2 separate regions of the Gossypium hirsutum genome follow, and region 2 is linked to region 1. Evidence: chromatin contacts called from public Hi-C data. All regions are on one chromosome and are shown on one strand. The core of a region is the stretch at or near the end of the contact, and the rest is flanking DNA. Distances in the headings are between cores, read along the strand shown.

Region 1 (4,188 bases), core at 374-2,873:
TCAACTAGGACGGTCATAAATCTTAAGTCATACCAGCATGGTTATCTTCTATTCTTGTTCGCTGTTTTATTTGTTTGTTATTATTATTGACTACAGATGCATGTAACTATAAGTTCTTTCTAGCAATAGAAAACTGAGAATCGTTGATTCACCACACATGCTAAAAAGGAATGAAAAGTTAAATAGAAAAAATATAGATCCTCTATAGTTGCACGCTCTTGGACTCACTAAAGGGCGTCATAAAAAGGCTTGCTTCAAGAATCGACCATAGCCTGACAAGGAAAAGAAGTTAAAATGCATCATCAACAACAATAACCAAAAACAAGAGAAAAGAAAAGTTAGCAAACCAACAACATCTTTTGTTTCTCATGTTTTTTTTATTTTCATGATTGCAATTTAGTGCTAACCCCTCCATTGCCATAGAGTTGCCGATATGCCTCTTATCATAATTTTAAAGCAATGCACTATCTATTCAACATTCTCTTATCATATAAAAATGGAAGATTTATAACATCATTGAGAAATACATAAATTTAATCCAAAACAAACAAAGAAAAAGGAAACCATACCTGAGAGTTTGCTCTAAATGATAGACAGACTAAAGATGCTTCAGGGACAGCCAACTTGCTAGTATCAATGCCACTTGCATCAAAAACAATCGGCAGCTTTGATTTTCTACCATCAGAATATATAACATCCATGGCAGGAAACTTCCTTGCTGCAATTCCAAGAATTAGAATCTTATTTTCCCGTGCAATCTGCAAGAAAAGAAAAAAAACTAACAATTAAAATGTTTACAGAAAGTAACATTAATTTTACTCAGAAATCAGTTGCAATTCAACTAATTTGAATATATTTGCAAATAATATAGCCTATATGTATATAAAAAGAACAAATCAGTTAATACCTTACCACCGTGTTGTTTTAGCTCAGACATATCATCAAAATATCCTCTATTCAATTCATCAGCACTGCCCTAAATCAAATTAAAACAATTATTTATATTAAATTTCATGGAAAAAAGAGCACATAAAAAAATTTCAATAAACAAACTAAGCTTAAACTTACAGTCTTGCTCGTTCTTTCTCCATTTTTTCCTTGCTTGCAAGCTACACACACAAGATAAAAAGTTAAAAAGAACTATAACTTAAAAAATCAAATATTTTAGAGTTAAAAAAGGGGAGATGGAGGAATTGCCTTGTAAATATCGAAGAAGAAATCTTTGGGTCATGACTTAGGAGGTATTGACAATTTGAAATCGAAGCTCGTGCCCGGTTTATCACTCGGTTTACCGTTAGCATTTTTGATTTTCGATTTAGATTTCAATTCCCCCTCAAGAACCCTCTTGCTCTTTCCAACAATCGATGGAATTTTATAGATCAAGAAAAAGAAATGAAAGAGAGGAAAAGACAAAATCTATTGAGAGAAAGAAAAAGAAAGCAGAAAAAAGAGGGCAAAAAAATTGGAAGAGAGGAATATGGAGGAACTGAGGGAGAAAGTGGAGAGCGTTTCAGGTGAGAAAATGAGAGAGGGCAAAGTGGGGAGAATTTTTGTGGTGAAGGTCTCCTTAGACACCGAATCAGTAATCGGTGGTGAGGAAACAAAATAGAAATCAGACAATTTTACTGCATAGGCCCGTAATGGAATAAGCCCGTAATAGGACATTTCATTAAACTAAACAGGTGTTTAGGGTGGGCCCACAGAATAGGGTTGTATAGCTATTACATTGAACCAAATATGGTGTAAGAGTTTCAGGTAAAAATGAAAGGAGGGACGATACATTTGCCTTTTATTCAAAATGTCTTTTTGAATAGCCATAATCATATAGAGGTATTTTAGGAATTTAAAATAAAAATGTGAAATTAATTTATTTTTAAATCTTAAAAGACTCCTTAATTGCAATATACTAAATACTCAATAAATTCAGTAAAGAAGATTTACCCAATTAAAATAATGTGAAACATAAATACATTTTATATTATTTTAATTGGGTCCTCCATCTATATGCATACACTGTGTTTAATTTTAACTTGATCAAATTAAATTAATTATAATAATATTTTATAATTAATTTAACTTGTGTGATAGATATAATCTCAATTTTCTTCGAATTTCGATTGTTCCAACCATAAGGTGTGATCTGGTAGGATCTCGTAACATTGGATATAATACTAAAATATTTTTAATATTACAAACAGTGAGTGACATCTAAAAATGCATTACTACTACTCAAGTTATGGGAAGTAATTGTCCAACATAACCTTTTTGTGATAATATTATTGTGTAGTATATCTCATTTTCTATAATATCCAGGTTGAACTCAAGTCATGAAACACTTGTTAGGAAAATCGATTTAGAAAGCATGTATGTTTGCACATCGAAAATTTAACTTTTTTTAAAAGTCGAGTCCTTTTTAATATTTATAGCAATAAACTTCACTAAGTTATTACATGTGTTTTTTTTACTTAACAAGACTTATCAGTTCTTGGCTTTCAACCAACATGATCTCCTCCGTTATTCTCGATCCCTCAATTTGCTTAAAGAGTGGGCTCTAATTCACAAACTGAATGCACAATAAATAATTCCACTTTCCAATGGGGAAAGTTAATTATCTTTATAGACAAGAAACTTAACTCGAGTTCTTACAAAAATAGAATTTATTTGGGAAAAGTAAATCTCACTATTTTCCAGTAGAGTAAATACCCTCAACGACGTTCATCTTTGACTTAACACATACTCTTTGTATATAGGGAAAAATTACTAGAGTTTTACTTGAACAAGAAGAGACAAAATAATAATATTCTGATAGAAAACATTGAGTCTCATTGGGATTACATTAGATGGCAGAAAGCCCCTTTAGGAAAAGCCAGCGTGTAGCTCACCCCTTATACTAATGGGCTAGTTAGGACTTTAATATATCAGGTACAATGTGTTATCTAATATTGAAACCAACTCATATAATTTATCCAACCTAATAACCAATTTTCTATTCCAAAATTATTAATTAATTAATTAAAATAAATTTAATTATTTCACTCAATTAAATCATTTTCTCAACTCAATCTTAATTCCGTTAAAATCATCTTGACTTTACTGTACTAGAATCTATGAGTAAATAAATATAATTGTATCCTTCCATAAAACTTTGATGAATCATTTATATAATTTTCACTTTGAACTTTGATTATTTAATTACAATCAAATAAACAGTAATTCAAAAAAAAAAATTAATTCCTAAGTGATAATCTCTTGTTCCTTTTCGAGAAAATTCATTTACCATGGATAGTAATTACATGTAATCTATTCTTCTTTTCATCGTTTTCATTCATTCAAAGTATCGATTCCAAATGCAATCCGTAAAGGCTTATGTTGAGCTAACAAAAGGACTTGTAATAACACAATTTTCAGTGGTATCAGAAATGGTGGTTTTGAAACTCCGTTCTCCGAAGATTGAGTCTGTAAATATTATTAATTAATATTTACAAGTTAATTATATTATTATATTGGAATTTGGTCTAATGACTTTGTTAAGTGGACAATTGTTTAAGATACAAGTGTATTGACCCTACAGTCAGTGGTTTTGGAAATTGAGATATCGGGTTGAGGCTGTAAATATTTTTATTAAATATAAGTGAATTGCATTTTGAATAGGTAATTTTTTCTAATTTAGTGACTAATTAAGGTATAAAGATTAAATCGTAAAAATCGTAAAAGTTAATTGCTATTAATTTTTATTAGTTAAAAAGGTTTAAAGGGAAAATGATTTAGGGTTTATGTGGAAAATTCACCATTTTAAAGTTAGTGGACAGTTAGTGCTTTATTTTTAAAGGTTTTATATGTTAAATTTTATTAAATTATTAATTTTACATGTTAAAAATAAATAAACAACCATCAACTATTTCATTTCTTCTCTCCCACCTGAATCCTCTATTGTTAAATCTTGAAGTTTCCATTCAAGCTTTTCCCTATTGCATGGTAAGCAAATCAAACCTGTTTTTCTTAAATTTTATATTTTTGAGATCATTGTAATTTGATTTAGTTAAATCGTACCTTTATTTCTAAATTGTTAAAGATCTTAAAGGTTACCATTAATGAGTTTTTTTAATGCTATTATGTTAGTTGTTACTCTTGGAGATGAAATAGGGACTATATTGTAGAGTGAAATTTGTTAATTTTGAGTTTAGGGAT
Region 2 (4,135 bases), core at 313-2,812, 69 kb after region 1:
AAATGGCATTTTCCATATTGAGAGACTGCTTTACAAATAGCTCATAATTGCAAGGCTTGTAAAAGAAACTTGAAAGCCATGTTTCATTCCAGATCCGGCTGAAAACCACAAAAAAAATGCGAAAATAATAAAGATTAAGCAAGCAAACTCTAAATGTAAAGTGCTAAAACACAACCATTTTAACAAAATGTGAATGGGACTTGTCCCTAAAGAACCAGAAAAGCAACAGATGATGGATATTTGCATGTGAACAAATATAATGAAAGAAAGCATGGAATAAATGCAAAATAAAGACAATTTATCACTGGTAGACTTCACATTCAGCAAAGGTATTAGTTAAAAAAATAGTAGGAAGAAACATTGAGAACAACCTTGCTTTCAGCTAAAGAAATAATTAAACAAGCATGAAATAAAAGCACAGAAAAAAAAGAACAAATTATGACCAGTAGCCTCCACATTCAGCTAAAGTACTTGTCAAACAAAACACTAGGAAGAAACATTGGGGACAAGCATACATTCGCTTAAGCTTTAGAATCCAAGAGATTTATTTCAATCACCAAAAGGATAATGGTAATTGACCTTTTAGCTTGCTGCTCCTCAAGCTCCTTTGTTCGATATATAACTTTGACTCCCTAAAGAACAACAACATAAAACTTATTTCATAAGTAATTCAGAAAAACAAGCGGAGGAAAATCAATTGAAACTTCAACTTATAAATGAAATACAGAGCAAAAATTAAATCAAAGGAAGCCAAAGGCTTCATAAACTCACAGGAATAGATTCCAAAACTCTGGAAACATTGGGAGATGCTGCGTGTCCTTCGACAAAGAGGTAAAAGGTTCTGACTCCAATAACCTTATGATAAAACATCCATGGTAAAATCTGCGCCAACCCGGCTGATGTACTTGTTGTAATACAAATCTGCTATATGAGAAGCAAAACAACCTAAGGCTCAAAGAATCACACTAATTGCTTCTGAACGAAAACTAGACTAACATAGAAGAGATGGTAGGAACATATAACGGATTTATGTGTGCTTACGAGAAAACTGATTTAATGAAAAAGAAAATCTCTTGATAAAAGAAGTACATTATAAAGAAATTTTAAAAAAAATCGAACATGTTAATTGGGAGAAAGATTCAATTTACGCATCAAAAGAGAAAAAACTGGAATTCAATGATTGAATGATAATAATAAGTTTGATACAGAATCTGAAGCACAGAAATGGATCAAAGCCGAAATTGGAGAATTCAACAAAATCCCAAGCCAAAAACACCATGGTTAAGCAATATCGAACAAGTATCAGTCCCAGAAGCAGGATCAATTCAGATCATTCAGGGAAAAGAATAAGAAGAAGAAAAAGAAGAAAAAGCCGTACCTTTGGCTTTAAACTATCTTCAAAACCAAATTTCCAGTCCCTGTAGTAGGGGAAAGAAGGTGAAGAGCTACGACCAAGATTGATACAATTAGAAGAATGATTGTATTTGGGGGGAAGAGATGATGAAGTCTCCATTCCAGGGAAGACCTCGCGGCGGGAACCACGAGGGGCCCATCGGGAAGTGACGGTGGTGGGATCAGATACACTCCCACCGCGCCACTGGAGAACGAAGGCTATGGCAGATAACGCGAGAGAGAGGATTGTTAGGAAGAGGAGGAGCTTGGAAAGGAAGGAATGGGTGGAAGGGGGCAGAGAATTGGAACGGTGATGGTTGGCCATGGTGGTGGAAATGGCGGGGGTGACTTTTTTTTATGCAATTTCAACCAAAATTCCGTTTTTCGGTTTTTTTCCCTCTTTTTCCTGTTTCGTTTTCAACAGATTTTTCAGTTTTGAATAAATTTAAATACTTTTATTTGCTTGGATAGGAATATGAATAGGAATCGTAATAGAATGGTGGCAAAATAAGTAGGGGGAAAGTTATAAATTCTCCCATGCACGGGTCAAAAAATAAATTACTAATTATTTAACTAATGAAATTTTTTCACAAAAGTTTATTATTAATGAAGAAAAATAAATACAAATGCAAATATGATTGCTTATAAATAAAACTGCATAAAGAAAAAAAGAACTAGGAAATGGTTTTGTTGAGGGCTTTTTTCTTTCATCCCTCTCTCATGGAAGTTATCTTTATATTTATAAGGCATGGTTCTTTAATGGGACATGTTAGGGGATAACTAGGTGTCATGCACAATGACACGTTACCTCTCTAGGTTTGACACATAACCTCAGAGGAACAATGAGCTAGGAGGTGAAGCTAGAGAGTGGCGAACTGACTAGTCGAAAAATAGGGAAGTGGCGAATTGCGGATCAGCTACCAGCCGAACTAGCAAGCTGGGGGAAAGTGGCGAGCTGGGAGTAGAGTGGCGAGCTGGGAGTAGAGTGGTACGAAAAAGGTGATGACGAGCTGTAGTCATTAGGCGGACAGGGGGATGGCGAGTCGTAGACGTGGGGGGAGGCGAACCGTGAAGCGTGTAACACCCCCTAACCCTTATCCGTCCCCAGAACAGGATTACGGGGCATTACCAGTCAATACAGTTCAATTACGGTCATTAATTAAAATAATTGTTGACACTTATCATAAATTTAATATATCGTCCCTTTAATGGGCCCTCGAAGCCCAATATGAACAGTAAAATCAATTCGGGACTAATTTAAAATCACTACTAATTTTTCTCAAAATTTCAAAATTTTCCTTATGAACAATACCCATACACCTGTGTGGATTGCCCGTGTGACTCACACGGCAGTGCCACTAGTTCACACGGCCATGTTGCTAGGTTACATGGCCTTGTCAAGAGCCCTTGTAACTTTCTGACTTGAAATTATTATTGTGCAATTTTCACACAGCCAATCCACACGCTCGTGTGCTAGACTGTGGACTCAAAATGAGTCTTAAACAACAAATTTACCAGCCCTACAACTTAATATACCAAATATTCCAATAACCATTCATTCAATTACTTTAAATCTCATTTAAACCTACTCAAAACATGTCAAATTAGATATTTTATGTGCCTATATGATGAATCATTTTCAGTATTTCACATACATTTTCAAATAGTTCAAATTCATACTAATTAAGCTAATTCCTACCATATACCATTACCAAATCTAAAATTTACTTATTTCACCTTTACGTTCATAATTCAAAGTGACACTCATATGAATATGATATCCTAGGTACATGCCATTACCAATAAATAATATATTCCACTTAGAGTTCGGGATTGGCCTGGGATGCTGATCCAACAATCTGACTTTAACTTATCTTGCCCACGAAAACAAACAGTACGTTGAGTATGAACTCAGTAGTATTTCTATAATCCGAACACTTAATAATATGAAAATATAACATTCACTTAAAAATCATATAACAATCACAATTATATAATTGTTCAATTCATAGATAAATCCTTTATAACTCAATCAATTCTTTCATCTACTAACCCGTATAATTTTCCACAATATGTTCACAATTCACTTGAACAAATATATTAATCACTTATATCCCTTTTAGAGTTACATAAATTCATGTGTTTCAATCATGTTTCAGTTCACTGTTCAATATCAATAAATAATATTCAACAATTCACATTTCAATCAGTAATCCATTTTATTCCAAGCTCAATATCAGTCAATATTTTTCAATATCAATCAATTTATCAGTATCATTCAGTAACAACCAATTATTCAGTAGCAATCAGTTATTCAGTAACAATCAATCATTCAGTAACAGTCAGTCATTCAGTACCTTTATTCACCCCTATTAACATGACTCGGACATTGACGGATACACATATCCAACCAACACACCAGTACAGCACTCAGTGCCTCATCGGCTTTGCCGAAGTAATCAATAACAGTACGATACTCAGTACCTCATCAGATTAAACCGAAGTAACAGTAGCAGTACGACACACATGGTGCCTCATTGACTCGAAGTCGAAGTAACAGTATGACACTTATAGTGCCTCATCGACTCAAGGTCGAAGTATCTCTGAACACTTCCAATCCTATGGCATGCCAACTTTATCTGATTTATCCCGAAAGTGTTAATAAGGTTTTAATAAATTTTTAGTATTCAATCAATACACATTTCAATTTAATCACATAAATTAGTAATTCAATACAATTCAC

The links. A called contact is a pair of places that touch in the nucleus more often than the background predicts.
Region 2: a contact with region 1 is called in a Hi-C map of fibers, with 2.7 times the contacts expected there. The contact joins the enhancer-like site here to the promoter of LOC107960339 in region 1. A contact is called at or near these places in 6 of 34 Hi-C or Micro-C datasets (anther, fibers, hypocotyl and 1 more).

The regions. Positions count from the first base shown.
Region 1 is chrA05:82,049,189-82,053,376 of Gossypium_hirsutum_v2.1, forward strand. LOC107960339 reads right to left here and starts at 1,624. Exons shown (of 5, transcript XM_041112521.1): 1 at 1,198-1,624; 2 at 1,069-1,109; 3 at 908-976; 4 at 1-758. The coding sequence starts at 1,231. The coding sequence ends at 534.
Region 2 is chrA05:82,118,224-82,122,358 of Gossypium_hirsutum_v2.1, forward strand. It overlaps the pseudogene LOC107957161. Among protein-coding and RNA genes, the nearest start is that of LOC107961159, 11 kb to the right of the region's middle. Within about 2 kb of position 1,563, at least 1 of the 9 cell types and tissues checked has an H3K27ac peak or open chromatin away from gene starts, as enhancers often do. A contact at or near this core is called in fibers, where this site is marked.